Regions from separate parts of the Macaca mulatta genome. Here all the other regions are linked to region 2. A link is a contact called in public Hi-C data. All regions are on one chromosome and are shown on one strand. The core of a region is the stretch at or near the end of the contact, and the rest is flanking DNA. Distances in the headings are between cores, read along the strand shown.

Region 1 (3,696 bases), core at 1,029-3,528, 41 kb before region 2:
TCTCATCACCCAGGCCCTGCGGGATGAGAAGGCAGGCGCTTATGCTGCCGCGCTCCAGGGCTACCGAGATGGTGTACACGTCTTGCTTCAGGGAGTCCCCGGTGAGTAGGGACTGAGGGTGGAGGGTCAGGCCTGGGTCCCAGGTGGGGCAGTGATGAAGGGAGCAAAAAGCAAGCAATTCACAGAGCAGGAGCCCTTTTGATCCTCACTGACCAGCTGTGTAACCTGGGCAGATTTTTGTTTCTTTATTGTTTGTTTGTTTGTTTGTTTGTTTTGAGACAGAGTCTTGCTCTGTCGCCCAGGCTGGAGTGCAGTGGCGCAATCTTGGCTCACTGCAAACTCCACCTCCCGGGTTCACGCCATTCTCCTGCCTCAGCCTCCCATGTAGCTGGGACTACAGGCGCCCACCACCGCACCCAGCTAATTTTTTGTATTTTTAGTAGAGACGGGGTTTCACCGTGTTAGCCAGGATGGTCTCGATCTCCTGACCTCGTGATCCTCCCGTCTCGGCCTCCCAAAGTGCTGGGATTACACGCGTGAGCCACTGCGCCCAGCTTGTTTGTTTGTTTTAACACCTCTTGTGGCCTCAGTTTTCTTTTTTTTTTTTTCTTTCTTTCTTTTTTTTTTTTTTTTTTTTTTTGAGAGTCTTGCTCTTGTCACAGGCTAGAGTGCAGTGGCACAATCTCGGCTCACTGCAACCTCCACCTCCCAGGTTCAAGAGATTCTCCTGCCTCAGCCTCCTGAGTAGCTGGGATTACAGACACCCACCACCATGCCTGGCTAATTTTTGAATTTTTAGTAGAGACGGGGTTTTGTGATGTTGGCCAGGCTGGTCTCGAACTCCTGATCTGAAGTGATCTGCCTGCCTCGGCCTCCCAAAGTGCTGGGATTACAGCCGTGAGCCACTGCACCCGGCATGGCCTCAGTTTTCTTGTTTGTAGAATGGGAAGAATGGACGCTGGGCCCCAGAGAAGAGGGAAAAGCACATGGTGATACTCTGTGAATTGTAAAGGACCAGACCAAGGGTTCCAACTAGACCAGTAGTGCCCAGGTGCCTCAGCTGAGCAGTCTCTCTCCACAGGTGACCCGTTGCCTGCCCGCCAGGAAGGTGTGAAGAAGAAGGCAGCTGAGTACCTGAAGCGGGCAGAGGAGATCCTGCGCCTGCACCTGTCTCAACTCCCACCCTAACAGGGAGTGGGCCCTTCCCTGGGACTCTCGATCCTGCACTGCCAGCCCCTTCTCCTCTCCCCAGGGCCTAGCCCCACCTCCTGGTCTTGTAATCGCAGGGGCCATTTCTGTAGGTAACTGGACCAAGCATGAGAAAAATAATGAATTCTCAGTTCCCTGATTACACTTGCCACCTTGGAATCAAGGACTCACACTTCTGACCCTGCCTGTCTTTTTGTGTTTTTCTTGAGATGGAGTCTCACTCAGTCGCCCAGGCTGGAGTGCAGTGGTGTGATCGCGGCTCACTGCAACCTCCGCCTCCCAGGTTCAAACGATTCTCCTGTCTCAGTCTCCCTAGTAGCTGGGATTACAGGCATATGCCACCATATCCAGCTAATATTTTGTATTTTTAGCAGGGACGGGGTTACACCATGTTGGCCAGGCTGGTCTCAAACTCCTGACCTCAAGTGATCCACCCGCCTCAGCCTCCCAAAGTGCTGAGATTACAGGCATGAGTCACTATGCCCGGCCCCTGCCTGTCTGTCTGGATGTGTGAGCAGCAGCTGTGGTCATTAAACCATTAGTTTACCCCTCTAGAAGTGGGGTCTGCAAACTCCCACCTGCAGCCAAATCTGGCCCACCCCCTTTTTAATGTAAGGCCTGTGAGCTACAGTGGTTTTTACATTTTTTTAATGATTAAAAAAATCAAAATAATATTCTGTGACAGAAAGACAGATGAAATTTATATGTAACAGGTGAAAATTATATAAAATTTAAGAGTCTATAAATAAAATTTGTTGGAACACAACCAGGCTAATTCATTCAGTATTGTGATGGCTGCGTTCGCGCTACACCGGCTGTTGAACAGTTGCAGAGTTGAGTCTTTGCCGCCTGCAAATCCCAAAACATTTACAACCTGGCCCTTTGCAGAAAACATTTGCTGAGCCCTGAGCTAGAAAATAGCACAGTCTCCAGGGAAATAGAGAATGACAAGACGATGAAGCCGGTCTATTGGGTGGAAGGGACGAAGGAGAGGAACCCAAAGCAGGGGTACCTGTCTCCGAGGCCCCAAAGTCAAATCCTGATTGCTCAGCGGGCTGGAAGGCGTGGCCTCAGTCCCGCCCCGCCCCTCCTCGCCACAAAGCGGTTGGTGGCGGCAGGGACTACACGGGTGTATCATGGGAGCGGCCAAGGCTACCCGTTAAAAACACTAAGGGGAGCGCGCAAAGCTGAACCTGGAGCTCGATGGGGGCCGTTAGCCGCCCCAGAGCGCGCGGAGCCGCAGAGGCGTTGCTGGACTACAACGCAGTGCATCTCGGGAGGCCAACTCCACAGGACCCGGTGAGAGGACAGAGGCGGCCCGATGGGCGGCCCGGAGGCCGGGGATCATGGCGGGCAGGCGGGCCCAGCCAGGTTCAGCCCCGCCCCACCGCTCCCCACCCCCAGCCGGCCTCGCTTGCCTTCCCGCAGCACCGCTGTCCCCGGGATGCTGAGCGCCCACCGTCTCCCCGCAGCCCCTCATGCTCGGCTGCGAGCTGCCCATGGGCACCTGCCCGGACATGTGCCCGGCCGCCGAGCGCGCCCAGCGCGAAAGGGAGCGCCGCCTACACCGCTTGGAAGTGGTGCCGGGGTGCCGCCAGGACCCGCCCCGCGCCGATCCGCAGCGCGCGGTGAAGGAGTACAGCCGACCCGCCGCCGGCAAGCCCCGGCCCCCACCCAGCCAGTTGCGTCCGCCCTCCGTGCTGCTGGCCACGGTACGCTACCTGGCGGGTGAGGTGGCGGAAAGCGCCGACGCTGCCCGCGCCGAGGTGGCCAGCTTCGTGGCAGACCGCTTGCGAGCTGTGCGCCTGGACCTGGCCCTGCAGGGCGCGGGCGACGCCGAGGCAGCGGTGGTGCTGGAGGCGGCGCTGGCCACGCTGCTGGCCGTGGTGGCGCGGCTCGGGCCCGACGCGGCGCGGGGACCTGCGGACCCGGTGCTGCTGCAGGCCCAGGTGCAAGAGGGCTTCGGCTCGCTGCGGCGCTGCTACGCGCGGGGCGCGGGACCACACCCCCGCCAGCCAGCCTTCCAGGGCCTCTTTCTGCTCTATAACCTGGGTGAGTCGCGGTCCTGGCGGCTGGGCAGAGCGTGGGGACAGGAGCCCACCATGACAGTGGAGGTAGGGAAAAGAAAGATTAGCTTTAACATCTCACCATTAGGCGCCTCCCAGGACAGCACAAGATCCACCAATCCCCGACATGGGACCTCGGGCCCATCTCGGGGTCTTAGTTGTCTCAGGAATAAAAGTGGAGGGGCAAGGGTGGAACGGGAGAGTTGGCCTAAACAGTGATTTTAAAACTTTTTTTTTTTTTTTTTTTTTTGAGTCTGACTCTGTCGCCTAGGCTGGAGTGCAGTGGCTCGATCTTGGCTCACTGCAACCTCCACCTCCCTGGTTCAAGGGATTCTCCTGCCTCAGCCTCCTGAGTAGCTGGGATCAGAGGCGTGCCACCACACCTGACTAATTTTTGTATTTAGTAGAGAGGGGGTGTTTC
Region 2 (3,521 bases), core at 404-2,903:
ATTCTCCTGCCTCAGCCTCTTAAGTAGCTGGGACTACAGGCATGTGCCACCATGCCTGGCTAATTTTTGTATTTTTAGTAGAGACAGGGTTTCATCATGTTGGCCAGGCTAGTCTTAAACTCTTGACCCAAGTGATCTGCCTGCCTCGGCCTCCCAAAGTGTTAGGATTACAGGTGTGAGCCACTGCACCCACCCTCTACTTGTCTTTAAAGACTCAGTTTAAATGTTTCTTCTTCCATGAAACATTCCCTGAGCCACATGGTCTGGGTTAGCCACCATCATAGCATCTAGTATTCCTTATTGCAGTCCCAGTACACAACGCTGCCATCACTGGTCATTTGTCTTTCTCCCTAGTTGACTCTAAGCCCTATCAGCTGTTCAAAGGAGTTCACATTTCTCATTCATTATGTCTTCAGATTGTCTATTAATGAAACATCCTTTGACAATAGCTTGTGCTAAAACTGTAAAAATGTCATACACATGACTTATCTTAGAACACCCATAAATGAAAGCTAAAGGCAAAATGGATTAGAAAGGCAGTATGTGGAGTTAAGACATCGCTCAGTTTTTACATGAAGTTCCAGGAAAATGGTAGAAATACACAAGGCATAAAAAGTTAAGTGTATTAAGTCTTCAGGGAGTACTCAAGACTGGCAATGCATGCAGGTGCCCAAAGGCAAACTGTTTTTGTAGTACTGCAAAACAGCTCCCTGGGCAGATGTGAGCAGCCAATGTGTGCTGTCCACCTCTAGAGTGACCCAGATTCTACTTAATTAAGTAGATGAAAGTGAACTCACCCTAGGGCTCCTGCGAGGTGACTGGACAGCTGGGACCTGCGGGGTACAATACCAATTGATCTCATAGCTGGCCCCCAGTTTCGCCCGCCTACTCACCCACAACACCCTCCTTAGCCTTTACCTCTACAGCATGGGCCACGATCCTCTTTAAAACGATGGGCTTTCTGATTGCAGCCGCACTGGGTGTCTGGAGAAGAGGGATGAACGTGAGCTCAACATTAGGTGAGGGGCCACAAGGGGAGGAAGTGAGAAACCTGGGGCTCACCTTCGGCCAGATTTCAGGGAGGATGCTCGGGAGTTCAGAGCCTGATTTCCGCTGGGACCTCCGCAGAGGCTTAGTAGGAGATGGGGCCCTTGGCCCTGGAAAGAGAAAAAAGTTAAGTGGTAGAGGAGGACTCTAGACCTTAGAGTCCAGAGAACAGGTTCTAGAGACAGCGAGAAAATTCCCAAACAAGCCCTTCTAAGGGCGCCTCCTCTGGAGGCAGCAGCGGGAGGGAAGGGCAATCTTTCACAGGACTGCGTCCCCCAAACGGCTCGACCTCACGTCTCCCGCGCGCCCTCCGCTCACCGGAGCGCTGAGCGGCTCCTCCGGACCGCGTTCGCCTCCCAGACATAACTAAGCTCGGTCTCGAGCTCCTCCAGCGCCGCCGCCCCGGGCGCGCGCCAACGGGGAAGGCCACTCGCTGCAAAAAACTTTCGAATTACCCGCCCTGCGGAGAAGGAAGCGGAAGTGACGTAGGGACAGAGGTCCGCGGCGCCCGGGCCCCCTCTCTTTTCCACCGGTCTTCACGTCTAGCGTCAGCGGAGGCGTGGCCCAGGGGTGCGATGGCGTCATCAGGGCGCGCCGCACCCGGAAGAGACGTGGCAGCGGAGGGATAATCGGGGCGGCCGGGGCTGAAGGGAGCGGAGCAAGATCCTTGGAGAGCGTGGTCCCTGCCCTTCCTCGCCTCGAAGCATCGCTGCCGCCCTTCGGAACTGGTGCAGCGGCCGATCAGTAAACACAGAGACTGGGGTCTGTAGAGAAGGGGCGGGGCTTGGAGGGGGTGGGGCTCAGGGGAGGCCTTGGGGGCGGGGCCGGTGGTATCGGGGAGTCGCTGATGGAGGGGCCTGGCCGGGGGCGGGATCCAGAAGGATTGAGGGGTCGCCGGAGGTGGGATTTATGCAGGGAGTGTTTCCCCGCATAAGGAGGAACAGTGGGCAGAAATCTTGGGTCGGGGCGAATAAGAGAGTGTCTGGGGGAGTTAAGAGTGGAAACTGGGCTGGTGAGAGCGTAGTGGTGGCCACCAGAACCTGGCTTCCTACCAACTCAGGTCCCTTTCCCAGGATCGATCATGGGGCTTTGTAAGTGCCCCAAGAGAAAGGTGACCAACCTGTTCTGCTTCGAACACCGGGTCAACGTCTGCGAGCACTGCCTGGTAGCCAATCACGCCAAGGTGGGGCCTTCAGGGGAGCGACTGAGCAGGGCACTGGGTGGGCAAGGCGGTATTGGCTTCCTCCAAATCAATGAGGGTCCCCGCGCTAGAATGTAAGCCCCACAAGGGCAAGGACTTGGTTTATTTTGTTCACTGATATATCCCCCGCCCCCAAGAGAGAGTCTGGCGCACAGTATGTGCTCAATAAATATTGATTGAACAAACAAAAGGATGAGTCTCCTCTGTGACTAGAGAAAAAGAGACTGTCAGACCTTGGGGTGATAGGCCGAGCAGCCCCAGCACCAGTTGTGACATCTCTCTCCCACTCCAGTGCATCGTCCAGTCCTACCTGCAATGGCTCCAAGATAGCGACTACAACCCCAATTGCCGCCTGTGCAACATACCCCTGGCCAGCCGAGAGACGACCCGCCTTGTCTGCTATGGTGAGGCCTTGGCACCTCGGGGGGATCAGGCCAGCCTCAGGGACCAGCTTGGTGACTGGTTTCCAGGCCCTCCTCAAGCAGCAGGACAGTGAGTCCCCCAAGTCTCAGAACCCAGATTCTAGTCATATTAAAGTTCCTTACCTGCTCTGTAAGTTCAGGCAAGTTATTCTTCCTTTCTAGGCCTCACTGTCTTTCCTAAAAATTAAAGCTCCTAGTTCCTCTTTCCTAAAAATTCAGACCTGCCAATCTGGAGGTTTGAGCGAGAGCCAGTCAAGCTTATGTGTATGCTGGTGGCCGTGACTATCAGCTAGCCAGACCGGCATGTCGCTTTCAGATATTCAGGATCCACCACTGATTCCAAGTCTAAACAGAGAGGAAGTGAGTTTCCCACATTAAAGTTAGCTAAAAGAAGTCAGCAGACATATGTGTCATGACTTTGACCTGAATCTGGAGTAAGAGCCTTAGCTCCAGTTTTTGAAGGAGCTCATGCAAGAGGCAGCTCCATATGTGTTTTTCCTTATGAGTGCGTGTGTGTACTTGCAGGCACTTAATGTACACTGTGTGTTTAAATGAGTGTTAGTGTGTTGATTAGTACTTGGGGGTGAATGAATGGGTAATGTATGTACGTAAACATATGAACACAGGTGTGTTGTGGGAGTACAAGAGAATGCATGGTTGAATGTGCCTGAGTGTTAGCAAACCTGTGAGTGTATAGATGTGTATGTGTGAGGGCTCCTGTGCCCATAGTGTAGATATAGTGAATGCTACTTGTGTTTGATTATGTGCTTATAAAGCATATGTACATGTGTGCCCAGGGATGTGTACATGCATATGTGTGCCTGTGTGTATATCAAGGAACCTTTTCTGAA
Region 3 (3,279 bases), core at 4-2,503, 42 kb after region 2:
GACCACTCACAGCTTTATTAATGACCAGGGTCCCCAGTTCAGCCAGGGAGCTCCTCAATGAGAGTCCTTGGGGCAGGTGGCACGGGGCCTCCCCAAAGCCGCTCCAGCTCCCCAGTGAGGGCGGCCACCTCCTCGGCTGCCACAGCATGGGCTTGGTGAGCCCTGGCGCAATCTAGAGCCAGGGGTGTGAGGGCCGCCTCATTTTCATTGGTCCAGGCCAGGAGGAATTGGCACTTTTTCCGGGCCCGGTAAAGATGATCTCGCTCTTCTCTAAGCACAGCCTGTTTCCGGGCACGGCCCAGGGTCTTTGCCAGGTCTCCCAGTGCTGCCAGCGTGTAGCCTTTCTGGTTGGTCGGGCCCTCACCCAGCAGGATGCGAGCGACCTCGTGCATAGCCCCTCGTGTGCCCAGGGGCCCAGGCGGGTGTTCGCCTGCTTCCAGCACGTGGGCTGCGGCCTGCAGGGCTTCTTCCGCAGAGGCGAAGACTTGCTGGGCACCCAGGGCTCCGGAAACGCCGAGCAGTGTAGCACAGAAGTCAGAGAGCAGTGCGTCGTCACCGCCGTGATACAGGGCGAGAGTATGCGCGTAGGCGAACAGCACATTGGGCAGCTGGAAGCGCACGAGCGGCGAGACTGGGCCGCGGCTCAGGCTGACCAGCGTGGGGATGCGGGTGGGTATGGCGGGCGTGCAGGCCCCCGGGACATCTCCAAGAACCAGCTCGGCAGCCGCGAGCTCCGCGGCGAAGGCATCGTTCATAGATTCCGGCGGGGTCCTCGCAAGGGCGGGCTCCAGCCCCGCGGCATCACTGCCCGGGACATCATCCAGCTCCTCCAGAAGCCGCCACGGTCCGGCTCCGCGCTTCCACCACCACGGCCGCCATGGAGGAAGCAGCCGCCCGGCCTCACCACGGCTCAGCAGCCGCTCGAAGGCAGTTTTTTCGGCCGGCGCCAGCCGCTCCCACAGTCCCGAGAGGCCGCCGGGCGCCGGGCCGGGGCTAAGGCCTGTTTCCCCAGGCTCGTCCTCGGTATCGCGTTGCTGACGCAGCCGGCGTAGGGCGCTTGCCAGGCGGCTGGGCGAGGCGCTGCGGCCGCGGAGCTCTCCCAGCACCTGGTCACGGTAGAAGTTTTCTGCGCAGGTGCCATGCGTCCGGTAGCAGCGCAGCGAGCAATAGGGCGCATTACAGCGAGGGCAGGTGTAACGCGCGGGCTGGGCCTCCCCCGCCGGGCAGAAACCACAAGGCCCGACCGGCTCCATAGCAACCGGCACCGCGATCTACCTGCGAACGCACGCCGGCGATAGTTCCAAACTTCCGGGGCTTATTCAATTACTTCCGGCTCACCGCGGGGTCGACGACGGTCTGTCGTTTCGCAAAGCTCCCGAGGATTCTGAGCAATTTCCGCCCACGCCGGAAAGCCGAGCCCCACCCCTTTCCCTAGTAGGGTGAGAGCAGGCCCAGACGCCGGGCGTCAGGTACGAGCCCCGCCCTGTGCGATGACGCAAGGAGCGGAAAAATGGGTCTGGCGAGCGCTCCGCCGGTGCCACCTCTCCCCCTAGCGGTCACACCAAAACGTGGCCCGATCATCTAAAGAGAAAACCCTCTCTCTTTAGCTCTATAATGCGCTGTGGCAGAAATCCACTTTACTAAACACCTACCCTGGGCCACTAATTGTGCCAAGCCTCAGAAAGGCGATGCATCCCTGCGCTGTACACAGACAAATAAAATGCACTAGAGGACACAGACGAATAAAAGGGCAGTTGGGATCGGATGCGGTGGCTCTCACGCCGATAATCCCAGCACTTTGGGAGGCCAAGGCGGGCAGATGACCTGAGGTCAGAAGTTTGACCACGGCCTGACCAACATGGAGAAACCCCATCTCTACTAATACAAAATTAGCCGGGCGTGAGGGACGGGTGCCTGTAGTCCCAGCTACTCCGGAGGCTGAGGCAGGAGAATCATTTGAACCCAGGAGGTGGAGGTTGCAGTGAGCTGAGATCGCGCCACCGCCCTCCAGCCTGGGAGCCTGGGCCACAGAGAGGAACTCCACCTCAAAAAAACAAAAAGCAGTATTTAAGAAATATTTGAGGCCGGGCGCGGTGGCTCAAGCCTGTAATCCCAGCACTTTGGGAGCCTGAGATGGGCGGATCATGAGGTCAGGAGATCGAGACCATCCTGGCTAATACGGTGAAACCCCGTCTCTACTAAAAAATACAAAAAACTAGCCGGGCGAAGTGGCGGGTGCCTGTAGTCCCAGCTACTTGGGAGGCTGAGGCAGGAGAATGGCGTGAACCCGAGAGGAGGAGCTTGCAGTGAGCTGAGATCCGGCCACTGCACTCCAGCCTGGGTGACAGAGCGAGACTCCGTCTCAAAAAAAAAAAAAAAAAAAAAAAGAAATATTTGAGCTCCTATTTTTCCTCCAAAACTGACTCTTCATTAAGTATCTTATTAAATACCACTATTCATCCATCTCATTAAGTGCAGGCCCCATTCTAGGTGCCAAGAACACAATGCACATCAAAGGGAGTTGGGGGTCCCTGTTCTAACAGAGCTCAGTCTTATGGTGGAGTGGAGGTGTGATGAACCAAACTGTGAGTGTTCTTTGCATCCCTACTACTACTACTGGTGGTCTAAGCTTCCTGACCCCTCACGTGGATGACAACACATTGTGTTTTTCCTTTCTTGCCAGCCCTCCAGAAAAACCTGCCAGATAAATTAGATCACAAGTCAGATCAGATCCTTCTCTTACTCAAAACCCTTCTGCGACCCTCCATTGCATTTGGACTCAAACCTAAACTTCTCTCCATGGCTGACAAGGCCTTGCAGGATCTGCTCCCACCCCTAGACATCACCTCTTCCCCATCTTCATACAGTCCTCTTGGCTTAAAATATTCCCCTACCTGATCACTTGATTTATTCATCTCAGGTCTCACACATGTCATTTAAACACGACCTCTCAGTTGGGCACAGTGGCTGACACCTGTACTCTCAGTACTTTGGGAGGCCAAGGTGGGCGGATCACTTGAGCCCAGTTCAAGACCAGCCTGGGCAACACAGCAACAAAACCCCGTCTCTGCAAGAAGTACAAAAACTTAGCCAGGAGTGGTGGTGCATGCCTGCAGTCCTCAGCTACTTGGGAGGCTGAGTAGGATCACCTGGGCCCAGGACTTGGAGGCTGCAGTGAGCCATGACTATGCGACTGCACTCCAGCCTGGATGAGAGACCTTGACTCAAAAAGAAAAAAGGCCGGGTGCTGTGGCTCACACCTGTAATCCCAGCACTTTG

Evidence for each region. Hi-C and Micro-C count contacts between places; a contact is called where the count stands out from the background.
Region 1: a contact with region 2 is called in a Hi-C map of fetal cortex germinal zone, with 1.5 times the contacts expected there. The contact joins the promoter of SAC3D1 here to the promoter of ZFPL1 in region 2. A contact is called at or near these places in 4 of 14 Hi-C or Micro-C datasets (CD4 T cells, cortical neurons, fetal cortex germinal zone and 1 more).
Region 3: a contact with region 2 is called in a Hi-C map of fetal cortex germinal zone, with 1.7 times the contacts expected there. The contact joins the promoter of ZNHIT2 here to the promoter of ZFPL1 in region 2. A contact is called at or near these places in 3 of 14 Hi-C or Micro-C datasets (cortical neurons, fetal cortex germinal zone and liver).

What each region holds. Positions count from the first base shown.
Region 1 is chr14:9,343,507-9,347,202 of T2T-MMU8v2.0, reverse strand. SAC3D1 (SAC3 domain containing 1) reads left to right here and starts at 2,278. Exons shown (of 3, transcript XM_028833249.2): 1 at 2,278-2,508; 2 at 2,682-3,323. The coding sequence starts at 2,413. SNX15 (sorting nexin 15) reads left to right here. Exons shown (of 7, transcript XM_077962414.1): 7 at 1,082-1,975. The coding sequence ends at 1,188.
Region 2 is chr14:9,301,569-9,305,089 of T2T-MMU8v2.0, reverse strand. ZFPL1 (zinc finger protein like 1) reads left to right here and starts at 1,653. Exons shown (of 8, transcript XM_077962416.1): 1 at 1,653-1,809; 2 at 2,108-2,230; 3 at 2,541-2,740. The coding sequence starts at 2,650. It overlaps CDCA5 (cell division cycle associated 5), which reads right to left and starts at 1,584. Exons shown (of 10, transcript XM_077962403.1): 1 at 1,366-1,584; 2 at 1,063-1,157; 3 at 919-984; 4 at 798-833. The coding sequence starts at 1,411.
Region 3 is chr14:9,259,724-9,263,002 of T2T-MMU8v2.0, reverse strand. It overlaps ZNHIT2 (zinc finger HIT-type containing 2), which reads right to left and starts at 1,253. Exons shown (of 1, transcript XM_001114311.5): 1 at 1-1,253. The coding sequence starts at 1,253. The coding sequence ends at 39.